Linked DNA regions of Arabidopsis thaliana: region 1 is linked to region 2. Evidence: chromatin contacts called from public targeted proximity ligation data. All regions are on one chromosome and are shown on one strand. The core of a region is the stretch at or near the end of the contact, and the rest is flanking DNA. Distances in the headings are between cores, read along the strand shown. Region 1 holds the start of AT1G74450 (BPS1-like protein (DUF793)). Region 2 holds the start of HSP101 (heat shock protein 101).

The links.
Region 1: a targeted proximity ligation map of shoot shows a contact between it and region 2, with 11 read pairs. A contact is called at or near these places in 1 of 26 Hi-C or Micro-C datasets (callus) and 1 of 2 datasets of targeted methods (shoot).

The regions. Positions count from the first base shown.
Region 1 is chr1:27,980,271-27,984,675 of TAIR10.1, forward strand. AT1G74450 (BPS1-like protein (DUF793)) reads left to right here and starts at 2,239. Exons shown (of 1, transcript NM_106105.2): 1 at 2,239-4,010. The coding sequence starts at 2,467. The coding sequence ends at 3,660. AT1G74440 (ER membrane protein, putative (DUF962)) reads right to left here and starts at 134. Exons shown (of 6, transcript NM_106104.3): 1 at 1-134. The coding sequence starts at 101. It overlaps AT1G74453 (a small nucleolar RNA gene), which reads right to left; the gene lies at 4,334-4,405.
Region 2 is chr1:27,936,897-27,941,575 of TAIR10.1, forward strand. HSP101 (heat shock protein 101) reads right to left here and starts at 3,413. Exons shown (of 6, transcript NM_106091.4): 1 at 3,095-3,413; 2 at 1,817-2,988; 3 at 1,551-1,732; 4 at 785-1,410; 5 at 223-700; 6 at 1-118. The coding sequence starts at 2,966. AT1G74320 (Protein kinase superfamily protein) reads left to right here and starts at 3,698. Exons shown (of 8, transcript NM_106092.4): 1 at 3,698-3,978; 2 at 4,267-4,655. The coding sequence starts at 4,296.

The DNA of each region.
Region 1 (4,405 bases), core at 989-3,488, 42 kb after region 2:
ACGAAGAGAGTGTGGATTATAATGTTAATGGGATTGCTGTGATAAGCTCCATAGAAAGCAAAATGCTTCTCTAGATCGAGCAATCCGATGCGATTGCTCATGGTTTAAAGTTTTCTCTAAACACTTTAGTGGGAGACTTTCTTGGAAAGACGAAAGGAAGAGACTTTTGGGATTATTGGCGTTTACTTAGAAGATGCGTCACCTAGAGTATGCTAACATGCGCATATTTGACAAACTAATGTACGCTTTTTTGTGGTGATCGTTGACCAAGTCATAAGTATTGCGATTGCGTTTTGATTTTGGAATAATCAAGGGAATTTCAGTAGCTTAAAGCGGTTGAAGCAATAAGAAATTGTGATTCATTTCGTAATTTTATTAGAATTGTCAATAGTAAAACAATAGGATATAATTCATGATTTTTTTCACGTGGGTTAAAAAAACTCGGTAAAATCACAAAGATATCATGTTATGTTACCAACATATTTCTACCGTAGTTTAGTCATCATCAAAAGAAAAACTCTAACCAAATAAATGACGAAAGTAGGCACAAGTGCCACCATATTCACATACCATCAGCTAATAATATTCATTATACGTTAACGTATAAGATAATCTCATAATATAAGAGCAAAAACCGTTTAATCTAGTGATGGCTGCAGCTATATACTTCAGATATTGTGACGGTTGCCTTCCAAATCCTGGACCACGTCCTTTAATCTCGGTCTAAATGTTGTATTTTAAATTGGTTCATATCTCAAAACAAATCTTTCTGTGACCAAATATACGATCTTCTTATGTTTGTATAACAGCCATCATGATGTAGTTCCGATTTCTAAGAAATTAAGATGCAGTTTTTTTTTTTTTTTGCAATAGTTATGATTCATGTATAATTAAGAAACTATGATGTAACCCATTTTTGTATCTCTGTTTTATGATATTTGTTCGACATAAAATGATGAAACTGAACCATTTTGTTTTTATTAAGCCTTTTACATAATTTTTTGTTTTGGACCATGTTAGTTTTTCACCAGTTTAAAAACTTAATAGGAAATGATGTAAGAAATATTCTTTTTTTTTAATAAATAACTAAATTGTAGAACTTAGTCGGGGGAGAAAGAGATTAAGCACCAAATTGCAAGGATTTTAAATTGGTTTCTTTTAACAACTTCCAAATTTCAAGAAATAGTCAAAACTCAAAGGAGAGTTTGTCTGTCATATTCTTCTTTGTTTATAAATTTCCTTCATGACTTCCAACGTTCTATGTCTCTTGGAACCTGTAATCCACACGTGCTCTCTACTTCAGATTTCTTAGTATACAATTCACTCTTTTTAATACTATCATATACTCTTTTGATATCATAAATTTATTCAAATTAGGTACGGTTTCCAGATATTGGGGATTTTACGTAATACAGAATATACATAAGAGTATTTGATTACAAAATATACTCTCATTAGTCTAGTGTGCAACTTACGCCTAGTATTAATTAAAATATATATAAAAAGGCTAGCGTTCAAAACTTAAAGAATGGTTCAAACATGATTTTCAACTCTTAAACACACAATTTCTATTATGACAAGTTGAAAACATCATATTCAATTATTAATGTATCCAACTATCCATAATCCATTTGTAATTTAGTACTATAGTCTAGTTATATGACAAAGCAATCGGTCTCCATACTTTATATTATACACACAATATATCAACCAGGTAATAGTGCCTACAATTAATTTGACTTGCTCCTTGAATTTTTGGTGTAGTAGTAGTATTTATTTAGCAAGTAAAGCCACAAGAAATAAATAAGCAAATTGTCATTGGCTTGATTAAAGTTTCTAGAAAAAGTTGCAAAAAACGAATCACAGGGAACAAGTCTCTATGACACGCCAACTAAGACTGAGCTGTGTTATATTGACACCTTCTCCGTCACTCCTCCCCATCTCACGTCTCGCCACGTGGCCTCCGTTCTTACATCTTCCACGTGCTGTCATGTCTCTTCTCACAGCCATATATGTCTGCGCGAATCACTTCTTAATCCAACGGCTGAGATTTATTCATCTTCCTATTTTATTTTATTTCTCCTACTTGGTATATTATTAATTTACGTGTAAGCTGCGTGTTTCGGACGAGTAACAACGCATGAAATTAAAAATAAACAAAATCAAAATAGACAAAAGAGATCTTTTTCGTTGGAATGAAAAAAATAAAACTTTAGTCCAAATCCTTTTTCCATATTTATCACAAATTACATACTAAAAAAAAATAGACGCGGTCAAAATTCTCTCTCAATTCTATCAATATAAAGACAATCTCTTTCTCATTAGGGTTTTTAATTTTCATCATCATCATCACTCTCTCTGCTCCCAAATTCAGAAAAAAAGGAACGATTTTTATTTCCGGTGAATGAGAATTTTCTCTCGAATTTGATCGATCACATATTTCATCTGTGTGTTTTCATTTTGAGGATGCCAGCAACGGAATATCAAAGATCATTCGGGAGGTCTTTTCTGAATTTACGGCGAGACACGGCGGTGAACTCGGTTGAGTCAACGACGGTTACCCCCGAGTTGACTCAGATGGAAGCAGAGCTTGTTTCGTTTCAGAGAAAAGTTGCTGAGAGGTTTATCGATCTCAATGCGTCTAGTTGTGAAGATCTACTGTCTCTCGAATGGGTTGGGAAGCTTCTTGATTCGTTTCTATCTTGTCAAGAAGAGTTTCGTTCCATAGTCATCAATCATCGTTCGATGATTACTAAACCACCGATGGATCGATTGGTTTCAGATTACTTCGAGAGAAGTGTTAAAGCTCTTGATGTTTGTAACGCGATTCGTGATGGTGTTGAACAGATCCGTCAATGGCAGAAACTTATCGAGATTGTAATTTGTGCTTTCAACAACAATGGAGGAGGAAGTAGTGGCAAGAGACCTCTTGGAGAAGGTCAGTTTCGTCGTGCGAGGAAGACTTTGATTGAGTTAGCTATTGGTATGCTTGATGAGAAGGATTCATCTTCTAGCTCAGTGTCGTCTCAGCATCGTAACCGGTCTTTTGGAAGGAACAAGGAGCAGCTTCATCACCGAACAATCGGGCATTTCAGGTCGCTTTCTTGGAGTGTTTCGAGATCATGGTCTGCTTCTAAGCAACTACAAGCTATTGGAAACAACTTAGCTACGCCTCGAGCTAGTGACATTACTGCAACTAATGGTCTTATTGTTCCGGTTTATACAATGACTACGGTATTGTTGTTTGTGATGTGGGCACTTGTAGCTGCGATTCCTTGTCAAGACAGAGGTTTGCAAGTACATTTCAATGTTCCTAGGAATTACCAATGGGGAGGTTCGTTGATGTCGTTGCACGATAGGATCATTGAGGAATCGAAGAAGAGAGAGAGGAAGAATACATGTGGGTTGTTGAAAGAGATTCATCAGTTTGAGAAGACTTCAAGATTGATGAATGAGTTGGTTGATTCTGTTCAGTTTCCTTTGTCTGAAGAGAAAGAGATGGAAGTGAGAGAGAGAGTTGAGGAATTGGGGAAGCTTCAAGAGGCTTTGAAGAATGGTTTGGATCCGTTTGAGAGGAAAGTGAGGGAAGTGTTTCATCGGATTGTAAGAAGCAGAACAGAAGGTCTTGATACTGTTGGAAAGCATCATGGTTCTGAATGATGTTTATCGAAAATTCAATGGAACATCATCATCTGTTTAATATTCTGGAGAGTTGAAGTATGTTTATCAAATTGTGGGTTTGTTTGTCTGGTGAACGTGAAGATCATGGAGACAAATTGCTAGAGAACGAGAGAACATTTTGGTTAAAGGTTGTTAATATAAAAGACAGGAGATACAAACCACTCCATTTTTCCAATCTTTGTTGTTTATGTATAATTTTCTCATCAAAGATTGTTAATTATGAATAAGGTTCCATTTTATACGGATCGGAACTTGCATTACAATTTAAAGATATTTCTTTCTGATCGATTAGATAAATTGTCTGTTTTTGATTATAGTCGACGTTTCTTAAAGAAGAAACACAATTAGAATAGAAAAGGCATCATGAATTAAAAAAGATATACAATCAGTTACATGTTATGAACGCTATATTATGAAGTTACAATTGTCACAAAAACTTGGAGCAATCTTGAGAGCTTGTAACCCTTCTATGGACACGCCCTCCTGCAAAAAAAAGAATTGAGAACGAAAGTCCAGATGTGATACAAGATCATGATATCGAGGCCTTCATATATAGTCAAGCAAGATGATTACATTGGGTAAGCTTTGGAGCCCAAAACAAAATATAGGCTACAACAAAACAACCCTTCATATCTCCGTTCTTAGATGCAATCATCAGGCTCCTAAAGAAGTAAGGTGATAGAAACCAAAATCTAAAAAAAAAAAACGAATCAAGAATATGCCT
Region 2 (4,679 bases), core at 2,163-4,662:
CGCCTGCATCTATGTAAACAGTGGAGTTTTCATCGATTTCCTCACGCACAACCATCTTTGACAGTTCTGTCACCACCTTCTTCTCCATCCATCTCCTTATAGGCCTAGCACCATACACCTAACCAACAAAACAAGAAAGCAACCACAAGAGTCAGTCAACAGAACAAACCAGCCTGAGAGATCAACAATGATATGCATTCTGCATCATGTGAAGAGACTTACCGGGTCATAACTCTCTGCCAAGATATAGTCCAAAGCAGCATCAGTGACTGCCAAAGCAACTCCTCTTTCAGCAAGCCGGACAGCAACGTCTTTCATTTGAAGCCGAGCTACTTTCCTCAACTGGTCATGTGAAAGGGGGTCGAACACCACAATCTCGTCAAGCCTGTTCAAGAGCTCTGGTCTGAAGTGTTTCCTCACCTCCCGCATCACACAGTCCCGGGCCACTTCCATTGTTACTTTCCCAGTTAGCCCTGCAAGGAGGTGTTCAGCACCAAGGTTTGATGTCATGATTATCACCGAGTTCCTGAAATCGACTGTCCTGCCTTGCCCGTCTGTCAATCGACCATCATCCAAAACTTGGAGCAGAGTGTTGAAGACAGCAACATGAGCCTTCTCCACTTCATCAAAGAGTATGACACAATAAGGTCGCCTCCTCACAGCCTCAGTTAGTTGTCCACCTTCCTCGTGACCAACATACCTGAGAAAGTGTAGTAATCGTGTAAGTAAGAAAAAATATTTTCATAATCAGAAGATATTGAAAACTAAAAGATAAGTTACTTACCCTGGTGGTGCCCCAATGAGGCGAGAGACAGAGTGTTGTTCCATATATTCCGACATATCAATCCGAACTAAGAGGTTTTCATCATCAAACAGCTGCTCAGCAAGAGCCTTGGCGAGCTCAGTTTTGCCAACACCAGTTGGTCCAAGGAATAAGAATGATCCAGTTGGCTGTTGTGGCCTTCCAAGTCCTGCCCTTGACCTTAGAATTGCCTCAGAAACTGCATTTACCGCTTGATTCTGTCCCACAACCCGCTTATGCAACCTATCAGCAAGACCAATCAACCTCTCCTTCTCATTTTGGCCAAGTCTCGTCACTGGAATCCCTGTCCAACGGCTCACAACCTCAGCAATGTGTTCAGGCCCAACGTTTTCTGTGAGCATCACATTCTCTTCAGAAGAAGTTCCTTCAAGTTGGGCAATTGCAGATTCCACTTCTTGAATTGCGCCATATCTTAGATCAGCAGCTCTTGCAAGGTCATATCTTCGTTCTGCCTCCTGCAAAGAAAACATGAGCTCTTCTCTTTTCTGTTTAAGCCTTCGAATCTCATCAATTCTCTCTTTCTCCTTTCTGTATTTCATCGTGAGAGGCTGAAGCTTGTCTCTCAGGTCATCAAGCTCTTTCCGCACCTACAGATTCATAGTTTGAGAAAATTATATCAAAGACTCATCGCAAAAACAGATGCTAACAATCAAGAATTCCAGAACAAGCACAATAGTCTTATATTTGAAGCGCTATCTACTGATGAGAAAAGAAAGCTGTATCATACCTCTATAAGTCGAGCTTTGCTGGCTTTATCCTTCTCCCTTTCCAAGGCGTGAAGTTCAATTTCCAGCTGCATCCTCTTCCTTTCAAGGTTATCAATCTCTTCAGGTTGACTATCAAGCTGGACTCTCACATTCGCACAAGCCTCATCAACCAAATCAATTGCTTTATCCGGTAAATGCCGACCTAAATCGCCACAAAAATGTCATGTCAAGAACAACACTATATGAAACCATAAACATCAGCTTAGGATTAAGAATCTTAACATACCAGTTATGTAACGAGCAGACAGCTGAGCAGCATTTATAAGAGCTCTGTCTTGGATTCGCACACCATGATGTCCCTCATACTTCTCCTTGAGTCCTCTAAGGATACTAATGGTGTCAGGCACACTTGGCTCCGCAACATAGACTTGTTGGAACCTCCTCTCAAAGGCAGCATCTTTCTCAACATATTTCCTGTATTCTTCAAGCGTTGTAGCACCAATGCATCGAAGCTGCCCTCTAGCTAACATGGGCTTGAACAGATTAGCTGCATCCATCGACCCTTCAGTTTTGCCAGCACCAAGAACCAAATGAATCTCATCAATAAAGAGAATCACTTTGCCTTCAGCGTCCTCAACTTCTTTCAAAACAGATTTCAACCTTTCTTCAAACTCTCCTCGGTATTTAGCACCAGCAACTAACGCACCCATGTCCAACGAAATTAATCTCACATCAGTAAGACTGTTGGGCACATCTCCTTTCACAATCCTTTGTGCTAAACCTTCAACCACAGCTGTTTTACCAACTCCTGGCTCTCCAATAAGCACAGGATTGTTCTTCGTTCTCCTCGAAAGAATCCTCACGACTCTTCTAATCTCCTCATCACGACCAATCACAGGATCAAGCTTCCCTGCTTGCTCAACCAAATCTCTTCCATAAGTCTTTAAAGCTTGAAAATTTGTGTCCCCTGAAGCACTCTCAACTTTCTTCCCTTCTTTCCCACGAAGCTTCTCAACCTCAGACTTTACCCTCGCCGTCGCTACACCGACTTCGTTCAACAAATCCCTGATTTGAGAATCTTCAAGAAGACCCATAATCAACTGGTCAACAGCCAAATGAGTATCACCTCGTGACTTCTGAGCAGCTTGAGCACGACGAATGACCTTAATAAGACTAGAACTCGCTGGAATATCATCAGGTGGAGGAGATTGTGAAGGAAGCTTCTTCAAGGCTTGATTGATCACTCTTTCAGCAGATTGAGCTGCGTTCTCGCCACCGGCACTAGAGATTGCTTGAGGAAATATACCGGTGGGATCAGAGATCAAAGCACCAGCTAAATGCAAAGGAGTGAATTGAGCATGTCCTGCATTCACAGCTAGCTCATGAGCTGTAGCAATTGTCTCGTTTGTCTTGTGTGTGAATTTCTCTGGATTCATCTTCGATTAGCTTTTGTAATCCCTGAAAAAAAAAAAAAAAAAAAAAAACTAATCTCAGTATCTTTTGTAAACCCTAATCACAAACACAAAAACACACAAATGAGAACAAGATTGTCGCGATCATTTACCTTAAAACGATATATGAGAACTGGGTTTGTTTCGTTGAGTTTCTTCAATGAGCCAGAGGACTTCTTCTCGGTAAAAAGTCTTCTCTTTTTGCAGAGAATCAAGCAGATTATAGCGGTAATGTTGTAAAATTGATAACTTTAGATGTTTGGATACTTTGTGAATTGCGAGAGAGCGAGGAGGCATGACTGCTTTTGTATATGGAAGGAGATTCATCTGGAAAGATAGAGAACTATCGTCGTTTTTTTGCATAGAACTAGAAGCTACCAGAGAATTCGAGAGAGAGTGTGAGAGAAACAAATGTCAATTCCACTCTTTTTGATCCGACAGGTAGATGTCACGTGGAATTTTCGCTTATTTTATTGCCAGCGTGGAATTTCCTTTTTTATTTGTAACGCTTTGAATTAATAACAACAAAAATTAATTTCTCCTCTTTTGCCGCATTATTTAATTTTAGACGAATGCTAAAAATAATTAAAATTATAAATCTAATTAATGAAAACTGAACTTGGCTAATTGTCTATTATTGATCAAAATCCAAAGATTTACGTTTAAATATCAAAAATACACAAATAGAAGAAACAATTATTTGGATCTTCTGAAAATAGATGTACAAAAAAGGAGGCTTGTATAAATTAAAGGAGTCAGATGGAAATATTTCAGAAATAATATTATATCTTATTTAACAAATAGTCCTTCATTTCCTCAGCCATTTTCATTTTCACAAGATCCTTGTGTTGATCCTATCCTCTGTTCTTCCTCGATCTGCGCAACGTTCTCTCTATTACTTCAAACTCCATTTTCATCTCGATTAACCCCTCTTCCTCAATTTTCCTCTCAGACCAATCTTGCTTCCGCGTCCCTCCTGTGATTTTCCTTCAAAAACGTAAGCTTTCTTCCTTATTTTGTTTTGTGTCAGTCTCAAAGTATATCGTCCTGTGGAGGAGCTAAGTATAAAGATTAATGAACCTTATTGCTCTCATTTTATTGTATACACTTTATCTAGATTAGTAAGGATGTAATTGTATAGGTTTAGATTGATATTCAGAATTTTTATGAAACGGAAGCATATAGAATTGTTGCATTGGGTTGATCGTAGAACCTCCCCTGAATTGGACAAAACACAGTGTTGTTATAAGTATTCGCTAAAAGTATCTGTTTTTATCTTGTACAGAGAGATTTATCTTTGTGTGTGGCATTCAAATGACGATGGGTGGTACTGAAAAGAATGTAGAGAATAAACAATATCGTTTGCCTCGAGAAGTCAAGGAAGCTTTACAAGCAATAGCATCAGAGTGGGAAGATGTGATTGATTCAAAGGCTCTGCAAGTTATTCCTTTAAAAGGTGCAATGACAAATGAGGTGTTTCAGATCAAATGGCCAACTAGGGAAAAAGGTCCTTCTCGTAAGGTTTTGGTTAGGATTTATGGTGAAGGTGTTGAGATTTTCTTTGATCGTGAGGATGAGATCAGGACATTTGAGTTCATGTCGAAGCATGGTCATGGACCTTTGTTGTTAGGTCGGTTTGGTAATGGTCGTATCGAAGAGTTCCTCCATGCACGGGTAATTATTTTTTTAATATCTGAT